2 separate regions of the Sus scrofa genome follow, and region 1 is linked to region 2. A link is a contact called in public Hi-C data. All regions are on one chromosome and are shown on one strand. The core of a region is the stretch at or near the end of the contact, and the rest is flanking DNA. Distances in the headings are between cores, read along the strand shown. Region 1 holds the start of RAMP3 (receptor activity modifying protein 3). Region 2 has its middle 48 kb from the start of RAMP3.

Region 1 (4,399 bases), core at 1,280-3,779, 48 kb after region 2:
GACTGAAACCTACCAGGACCCTGTGGGGCCCCTCAGGTACCAAAGCCCAGAAGGCTTTAGTCTCCTGAGACCTCCCCAGAGTCACAAATAGCCTGGCTCAAGAATGAATGATGAGGAATTCCCATGGGGCCCAGCAGGTGAGGGTCCGGAGGTGTCACTGCAGAAGTGTCACTGCAGAGGCTCAGGTTACTGCTGTGGGGCAGGTTCAATCCCTGGCCTGGGAATTTCCACATGCTGCGGACACAGCCAAAAAAAAAAAAGAAGAAGAATTAATGATTGAATCACTGAAAGGATGTAGACATGTAATGACAAAAATAGCAGTTAAGCCTACAGACTGGTAACCGTTCAAAGAGCAAATCAGCCATTTAGTGCTTCCAGAATCTTTAGTTCCTCTCTGAAGAACATAGATAGCAAGGTCCGGTGTGTGATGCACATTCCTGAGTTGTTTTGCAGCTGTTAAAACCACCACCAGAGGGAAAAATCTAACTGCGTGATGATCAGACTGCAGCCATGACATAAGCTGCTCCATTTTGAGCAGTGCTGCTCTGCACGTAGCCCCCTAGCTGCATATCCTTGAAGTTTTCCTTTAAAAGCTCTTGCCCTCTGATTGGCAACTCAGAGATGGTTTGGGGAGGACGCTAGTTTGCAATCTTCCTAGGTTGCCAGCTTCCTGAATAAAGCCTCTTCCCCCCGACCCCACCAACCCTTGTCTCTAGAACATTGACTTTTGAGCAATGAGCAGCTAAACCTTTTCAGTTCCAGCTCTGGGTGGGAACACACATAGAAGCTCAGAGGCAGAGCCCAGCTGAGCAGACTGCTGCTGGACCACACTACCCCAGACCAGATTCCCCCACTTTACACAGCCCAGAGGCAGCTCAGGGACAAGCAGGGTGTCAGGATCCAGAGCATAGGCAGCCAGCAGCCCTGGATCCTCCTTCTAGAGGCAGCAGCTTCCAGGGCTGATGTGGCCCCCATCTCCCCCATGACAAAGCAGCATGTGACCTGCCTGCATCTCCCTCACTCATTCCGAGCCAGCTCTTGGGGCCCTCACTCTGACCAGGCAAGCACTGGATTGATGTCTGCTGAGAAGCTGGCCTGGCCCCATCCTGGCTCCAAGGGAGGGGGATACTGGGATGGAGACAAGATGAGGTGGCCTCCAGAACTGTGCCAACGTGGCCCGAGGTTATTAAGAGAGATTTCTGTCTTGGTCCTTGCCCTGTGAGGACAGCCTTAGCTTCCCTCGAAACCAATCAGAAGATTCCTCCTCCAAGGGCTTTGCATTCGAAGGTCACAGATCCTGCCTCAGTGTGCTCCTGCTTTCTGGAATCACCCATCACCCTTGCCTTCAACCCAAAAATCCAGCTGACCCTAGGGCTCTAACACCGGAATATGAAATGAAGTCACACCTTCTTCCCCCCAGACACCTTCTGGAAAGGTAACCTAGAATTCAAGATGTCAGTGAGCTGATGCAGCCTTTTCCAAATGCCAGATGGTCAAAGCTGACAGTGATACTGCAAACAAGCCCAGTTGTGCATCTTACAGTCAGAGAGGCCAGTGAGGGCAAGGGAGCATCCCAAAGGACCTAGGGGACAGTGCCCTCCCCAAGACAGGGCCTGGGATTCCTGGCCACCAAGCCAGGGATCCCCCACCCCCACCCCGCCGGACCCACCTGCTTCCCCTCCCAGAGCCGCCCAGGCTCAGACCCTGCTCTGCAACCCAGCCTCACCTCGTCTCGCCCAAGGAAGCCCTCCCCAAGCGCCCAGACCCTGTCACTTGTTCTTAGATGATTTCTTTAGAACGATTTTGCAAAGCAAGCTTTTCATTCAATCCATTCCCTATTTGTGAGCCATGCCTCCCCCCAGGAGTGGTGTTTTCTAGCTTAGAAGGGGTCTGGGAGGTAAAACCTCAGAAGGCTGCCCCCTGCCCCCTCCAGCCAGACACACGCACACACATTTACACTGAAGGACCGTCCTGGAAGCGGACAGGCACCGCAGGGAAGGTCCAGGCCTCCCGGTGCTGGATTCCTCTCCTCCACACCCCCGTGCATGGCGCGCACGCACGAGCTCAGGACAAGGAATGCACTGCCTCACAGGGGGAGAGATGGGCACGCCCGCTATAGGAGGTCGCGCTGCCGTGGCGACCCTAGCCCCCGGGCAGCAACGAGGGGGACATCGCAGCTGGGAGCAACAGGCCCAGGCCCAGCTCACTGGCGATGCAGAGCCCGAGGGAGACCCCGCGCCTTCCGTCCTAGTCTGATCCGTCGCCATCAGCTCGAGAGGAGCCTGGGGACAGAGCCCCGAGTCACCCCTCGCCCCTCCGGAGCAGGACGCACGGGGCTCGCCCTGGTGGGCTCAGGGGAGGAGGTGCAGCCAGGTGCGGGTGCGGGAGGACGAAGGCCGAGCGGGTCCCCGTGGCCCCCGAGGAGGTTGGGGCGCCCCCGTGCCCGACCCAGCATCTTCTTACCGCAGAGCAGTAGCAGCAGCAGCAGCAGCGGAAGAAGGTGCCGGCGCCGCGGCGCTGTCGCCTCCATGGCTAGCCAGCTGTGGCGCGCCGTCCAGCTGCGGCGGGAGCAGTCCAGCTGCGGCAAGCGATACAGCTGCGTCCCCGCTGGGGGCGCTAGGGGCTCCCGGAGGCGGAGCTCAGGCGGGGGGGTGGGGCCGCAGAGAGCCCGCCCCCAGGAGGTGCTTTGCCCCCGGGAGGGGCTCCCACCCCAGGACGCGCTCCCACCCCAGGACGCGCTCCCACCCCAGGACGCGCTCCCACCCCAGGACGCGCTCCCACAACGAGGATGCACGCCTCCCCCCGCCTCAGCCTCCCAGGGGCCCTCCGTCGGGTCGTGCTCCTCCGAGATACGCTCCCCCGCAGGACGCTTCCTCCCCTAGGATACGCCTGACCCCCCAAGACATGTCCTCCCCCACAGGGCAGTCCTTCCCCCAGGAGGCACCCCCTCCCCGGGGCAAGCCCCCTCCTCCTGCTCCAGGGGCAAGGCCCATGCCAAGTTCGCGCTTGTGGGGCCTCGGCGTCCGGCGGGGCAGGGGGACCGGAGAGGGGTGGGCAGCCTGGCAAGGAGCAGACGGGATCCGGCAGGTGCACCCACCCTTACCCCAGCCCGCAGAAGGGCTCGGGGAGGTGTCTGGAGAGGGGGTGCTGTGCAGCGCGGGGGGACAAGAGAGACTGGGAAGGGGGGAGGGGGTGCGGAGAGGGAGCCCCCCTGAGGAGGGAGCTAGCTGGGAGTGGGGGAGTCCCTGTGTGCCGCGAGGAACCCTCATGGTGAATCGTGACTGACTCTAGAGTTCCCGTGGGCCCCAATCCTTGCTGGGGGCCTCCCTGCGCTGGAGCCTTTGCACCCTCCGGACCAGAGGGGATGGGGCACAGACAGGTGCACACACCTACACTTGCACACACACCACTGCCCATGGCCCGGGTCCTCAAGCCCTGGTGCTTGCTCTGTGCTTTCTGAAGGCCTCGGGGGACAAAAGAGGGCCTGGAGCATGACTGGGTGTCCCTAATGACCTGACCTAAAGAAGTGTCATGGGCTCTGAGGGGAGGGAGGAGGGACTCAGGATTCTCCTACCATGGGTCACGTAGCCTGGTTTGGTCGCCTCTGTCACTCATCCCCTAGCACAGACCCTGGCCCCCATGGACATCTGGGCACTTTGTCACCTGGTGGGGTGGAAACCCTTCTGCCCTGCAGTGCTCAGAGACATGCTGGTCTGAGGGCTCAGGGAGCAGGGCTGGGAAGGTAGGACCCCCTCAGGGGTTGACTGCTCTTAGCCGGAGCATCCATCCCAAGTCAGAGGGATGAGCAGGAGGGATCCCCACCTGGCCAGGGCCTCCGCCTCTCTGAGTGGGGGAGGCAGGAATTAACCCGGCCTGGAAGGCCGGGGGTGTGGGAGGATTCTAGCGCAGGCGTTGCTGAACAGCTGCCTCGCATAAGCCCTGCTGACCTTTCCTGCATTAGGAAGCCCACTTAATAAGGGATTTCTGCGCTTATTCTGCTAAGAACCAGAATTATTTCAAGGAGGAATTAAAGCTAATTAAAATTGACCAACCAGCCTGCCCAAGGTGGTGGGGAGCACAGATGCAGGAATGACCCAGAACCTCCTGTGACCCAGGCCTGGCAGGGGCTGCAGGCTCCATCCGTGCATCCTGCCAGCCACCCTTCTCAGATGCCCTGCACCAAGAGAGACAAACCAAGAGCAAGTTCAGATGTCACCAGTGTCCCAGGAGGCCACAGGATCACGGAGGCCCACACCACTCCACAGGAGAGGTGAGGCCAGACCCCACAGATGGTTGCACACAAGCAGGCTGGGACAGGAGGGTGGGTCATCAGAGGGGGCCAGACCAGACAGCACCCTGAAGTCTGCCCCCTGGGGCCGTGCTCCGCACACCACCAGTA
Region 2 (4,604 bases), core at 675-3,174:
AATACACTTGCAGACAAGAGATTCTGTCTGTGAACCTGACACAAAAGGGGCCCTTAAAGACCCATCAAGAAGCTTTTGTCTTAGGACTTCCTCAGTTCGTCAAGAGCAAATGCTTATAAACAAAGAAATCTGCCACCCAATGCAGCAGTAATTGTGAACCATTGGTAAATACCATGTCTGATTAAAGCAACAGGATGGAAAATCTTAGCACCCCTGTATCAGGCAGCCACCCTGACCAAAATGTTTAATGAACCCCCTGGTGGAGCAAAATCTGTACTTCCTTTTAGAGACTTTTAAAAATAGAAACGAAAGTCTGGAAACAGCTGATAACTGCTCCCGCCGCTCAAATATCTCAGTCATTATGATTGTTGATTCTGAATATACCCAAGACGATGGATGCCTGCAGTACCCACAAAGCTCGCGTATTGCTTTTGAGGCTGTATAAGGGGTGACAGCCCAGTCAAGGAATTCACACACCTCTGGGACCAAGATCCACCAGCCATTGACCCCTTGCTGCTATACACCAGTGACTGCTCACAGAAACTCAGATGAAGAGGAACGGCAACCTGAAAGGTACCCAGCCAAGGAGAAATTAGAGTCAGACCCAACCAGGGTTTATTAAACATGCTCTCATCTGTGCAACTACACGAATTCCAAGGCTTAGGGCAGGTAAGCCCCAGGACGCAATGCATTCTCAGCCCAGCCCGCCTGTTTCCCACGAGAGCTGCTGACTGTCTGCATTTCTGATTACAGCTGCCTTTCCAACCAGGAAGAATAGGCCCTATGTTCCCAAAGGCCTCTGCTCCTCATAGGCAGGACCCCCTGCTTCCTGGATGCTTTTTTCCCCCCTGACTCCTGTGTTCTTACACTTTAGTTCTGCTCTCTGTTCCTCAAGCCCTAGTCACTCATCTGGTCCTACGAGCATTTACCATTTTCTATGTGTATCACGCACCAGAGCTACAACAAGAACAGACCAAAGGCAGTGCACCAGGTGTCACAGAAAATGTGAACTGGGGGGTTTATTCAAAAAAACATGGAAGGTTTCACCCTTGACCAAATTCCCAAGTTGTGAAAGCTCCATTCAGCCAGCATCTTCTCATCCCTGCCCCACCAATAGCATCGCTCGGCCTTGACCTTCAGACCAGAGCTGGGGGGAGGGGAGGTCATTCCAGGGCACAGGTTTACTGCAAGGATAATGTACTTACTTGGCACACACACACTAACCCACAGGCAGATACACACAGACACACAGACACACTCACCCACACAGATGCACACACCCACAGATACACACGTGCACACTCACACACAGACACACCTGCACACACACACACATGAATATGCATGCACAGCCCTATACACATGTACACACCCAAAGACACATGCCCACACATGCAGGCACATGCTGATACACACATGAACACACGCACGCTCACACAGGCCCACAAGTGTGCATAACGCACACAGGTGCACACACTCAGCCATACACGGATCCACACAGAGACATACTCGCATGCACACTGACATACACACACACACACACACACACACACACACACACACACACAGTATCTTGGAAGCCTCCCTGCAAGGCCAAGGAAAGCGTACGGACAGCACATAGACATGCTTCCTAGAAGGCTCTGGATCCAAGCACTTAGCTGGGCCCTCCTGAGCCTGGGTTACCGGGCGGGCGGAGGCCCCTGGCCCGGGCTCACGCGTAAAAGGCATAGAATCAAGCAAGACAGGTGGTCCCTCGCTCCCTCCCCAGCTTCTGCGAGCTTTAGAGTAAAGAGGTGGGGAGTAAACCGTGCCCCAGATTAGAGCAGAGCAGTGGGCACCGCCCCCTCAGGCCCCGGGGTCTGGGGCACCGGCCCTGTCCTCAGCCCGCGGCCCTGTGCAGCGGGGCCCTGGCCCCCTCTTGGGACTCATCCGGGTTCCCGAATTCCAGAGGCCTGCGCACGGTGACCCGCCAGCTCCCGGGGTCTGCCCCAGGCTGCGCCCCTCCCGCGCGTCCGCCCCCTCGCCGGGCGGAGGTCTTTGTGTCAGCGTCACGCTCGGGATAGAATCCTGGACACGTGGGGTATCCCGCGGGGAACACTACGGTGGCTCGGGCCCCCCCAAAGAATGCCCTTTGTTTTATTTTGCAAGCAGTCAACCGAGCGAGCGGCCCGGCGGGTCGCAGCGTCGCCTCCCGCCGAGCCGGGCAGGGGGCGGGCCCGGGCCCCTGGGCTTTGCGGCGCATGCGCAGCTCGGGGATGCAGCCGGCACCTGCCGGGCTGGCGGCAGAAGGAGGGGACCCGCCCGTCGGGGCGTCCCCTGGCCCTGCAGCGACTCCTTCTCCTGGTCTCCCTGAGCAGAAGGGCCGAGTTCTCTCGGAGCTGCGGTTGTCTACACCAGGCTGCTGAGAAGCTCCGTAACACTGTCCAAAGAGCGAGAAGAAAGAAAAGGAAACCCTCCACCTTTCGGGCTTCCTCTGCCCAGGAGGACGGGGTTTTTGTTGGGATTCGGGCCTCCCTTGCTGCCCCCTCCCATTTCGGCAGCTGAGGCCTGTCTTTAGGTAAAAACTGTGAGAGAAAAGAGAAAAGCTAGGAAGTAACCCCCCTCCCCTCCCGCCCCCACCTCCTGAGGGGTGCTTCTCCGATTTTGACTTCACAGTTTACAGCCTTTGTGACTCTTCTGAGTCCTCAGGCGACTGTATTTTGTTTTGCCCGGTGGTTTCTGTTGCACTCTGCGGGAGAGGCTGCGGCAGACTCCCGCCAGCCTGGTCGGAACCGGAGCTCCAGGGAGCCGTTCACTTCCGTCTCCATGGTGACTCGAGGCCTCTCAATGGACAGGGAGGTTTCCAGGTCTTTCCACCATCCCTGCTCATCCCCAAACCCCCGCCCCCCACCCTCCCCACCCCAGTTTGCAGGGACCTCCACGCCTGGTTCCCTCGAACCTCCAGGCATCTCAGGGTCTCCCATCACCTGCTGATATTTTCTGAAGACCCCCAATTCCTTCCCACCCTCTCCTGTCTTCCAGCAGCTTCTTCCGTTTCTCCAAAGGCTTGGCCACTGGTCACCCACGACCAGAGGTCACCAGGACCCATCTGTGTCCCTTATAACCATCTCCCTCACAAGGACCAAGAAAGTAAAATTCTTTCCATGTCACTGGAGTACAACCAGAGACAGGAAATCCTGCTCCCTCAATGAGGTGACAGTGGCCAGGAGCAACAGAGAAGGCACAGAGGCCAAGGGTGGCCTTTAGAAACAAAACGGCGGGGACGCTGGGAAGCAGAGGGAAGAAGGGTGTTCCTGGGGGAGGAAGGATCTGAGAAACCAGGCAGAGGACAAGGCGCAGAGCACGTGTAGTGCAGGTCTTCCTCCAGCCACAGGGAGAAGCCCCCACAGGGGCCTGAGCAGGAAACCCCAAGGAAGAATTAGCTGAAATTTAGCTGTGTATATTCTACTTCCTAGTTTTTTTTGTTGTTATATAAAACATGATATTACGTGCTCTAAAGTTTCCCTTTCATCTTGCTCTACCAGACTTTATTGGATTTTCTAAATTCTGCTGTCTTTCCTGAGATTGCACTAAATGTCACGCTTTTACTCGGGGGAGCATGTGTACCCTCAGCAGGGCACTTGTTTGGGCATTTCCTTTAACTCAGCATGGAATTCTCGAAAATGTCAGACCCTGGTAATCATTCCTGCCTCTGCTGAGATCTTGCTATTCCACAGCGGTAGGTAAGCGTTCCCAAGCTTGAGGGCTTCTTGAAACTTCTCTCCAGGCTGTACACCCACCCTCTGTCCACGTCTCCCCAAATTAGGGAATTTATTTGAAAACTATCAGAATTGTGTTTTCTCTCCTTTTCCCAGTATAGTCTCTGGGGCGTTGTGGAGGCCTGAGATGCAGCACGAGAATCTTCTCCTGTTTTCCTTGACTCCTATTTTCAAATGCTGCAGCACAAATTTGTACCATTTTCTCTCTTAGATAGTGAGATTTTTTTTTTTTTTTGCCAATTTTCTGTTTATTAATCTCATCAGGAATTGGGGAAGGGAGAGTCTCAGATCTGGGTTCATTGTACCATGTTTTACCAGGAAGTCTTTCCAGTTGGTTTTCTCAATAAACAATAGATTTGTTCTCAGAGGAAATTCTCAGAATATGGGAGTGGCAGCTATGAACCCACTAGACACTGTGACTCCTTCTCTTCCTTTCTGCGCTGGTGGAGGAAACAAGAACATAAGTGAACAAATGATGTTTATAGAAGTAAATGAATGATACTGTCAAGATGAAAAGGACTGTGCAAAATTCTCATTCCGCAGCTCTGCGGTGTGAGCTGCCAAGGAGCCTCAGCAGTGGGGCCTCAGGCAACAAACCGTGGGTGTTTATCTGGGGCCCCGGGATGGTGGCATCCGTTCCCAAGCCATTGTTTGGTTAAGAACCAAAGTAAATGTTTGAAAATGGTGCAGCACAGACACGTTTCAAACGTGCACACTCTGGGAGTTCCCACTGTGGCTCAGCCAGTTAAGGACACAGCCTCGATCCCTGGCCTTGCTCAGTGGGTTAAGGATCTGGCTTTGCCATGAGCTATAGTGTAGGTCATAGACACGGCTCACATCTGCCAC

The links. A called contact is a pair of places that touch in the nucleus more often than the background predicts.
Region 1: a Hi-C map of epiblast stem cells shows a contact between it and region 2, with 2.4 times the contacts expected there. The contact joins the promoter of RAMP3 here to the enhancer-like site in region 2. A contact is called at or near these places in 1 of 5 promoter capture datasets (liver), 17 of 47 Hi-C or Micro-C datasets (alveolar macrophages, brain, embryonic fibroblasts and 11 more) and 1 of 2 datasets of contacts at active chromatin or transcription factors (skeletal muscle).

The regions. Positions count from the first base shown.
Region 1 is chr18:50,340,572-50,344,970 of Sscrofa11.1, forward strand. RAMP3 (receptor activity modifying protein 3) reads right to left here and starts at 2,530. Exons shown (of 4, transcript NM_214089.1): 1 at 2,464-2,530. The coding sequence starts at 2,530.
Region 2 is chr18:50,292,732-50,297,335 of Sscrofa11.1, forward strand. No RefSeq gene overlaps it. Among named protein-coding and RNA genes, the nearest start is that of RAMP3, 48 kb to the right of the region's middle. Within about 2 kb of position 1,925, at least 27 of the 83 cell types and tissues checked have an H3K27ac peak or open chromatin away from gene starts, as enhancers often do. A contact at or near this core is called in brain, epiblast stem cells, fetal liver and 1 more, where this site is marked.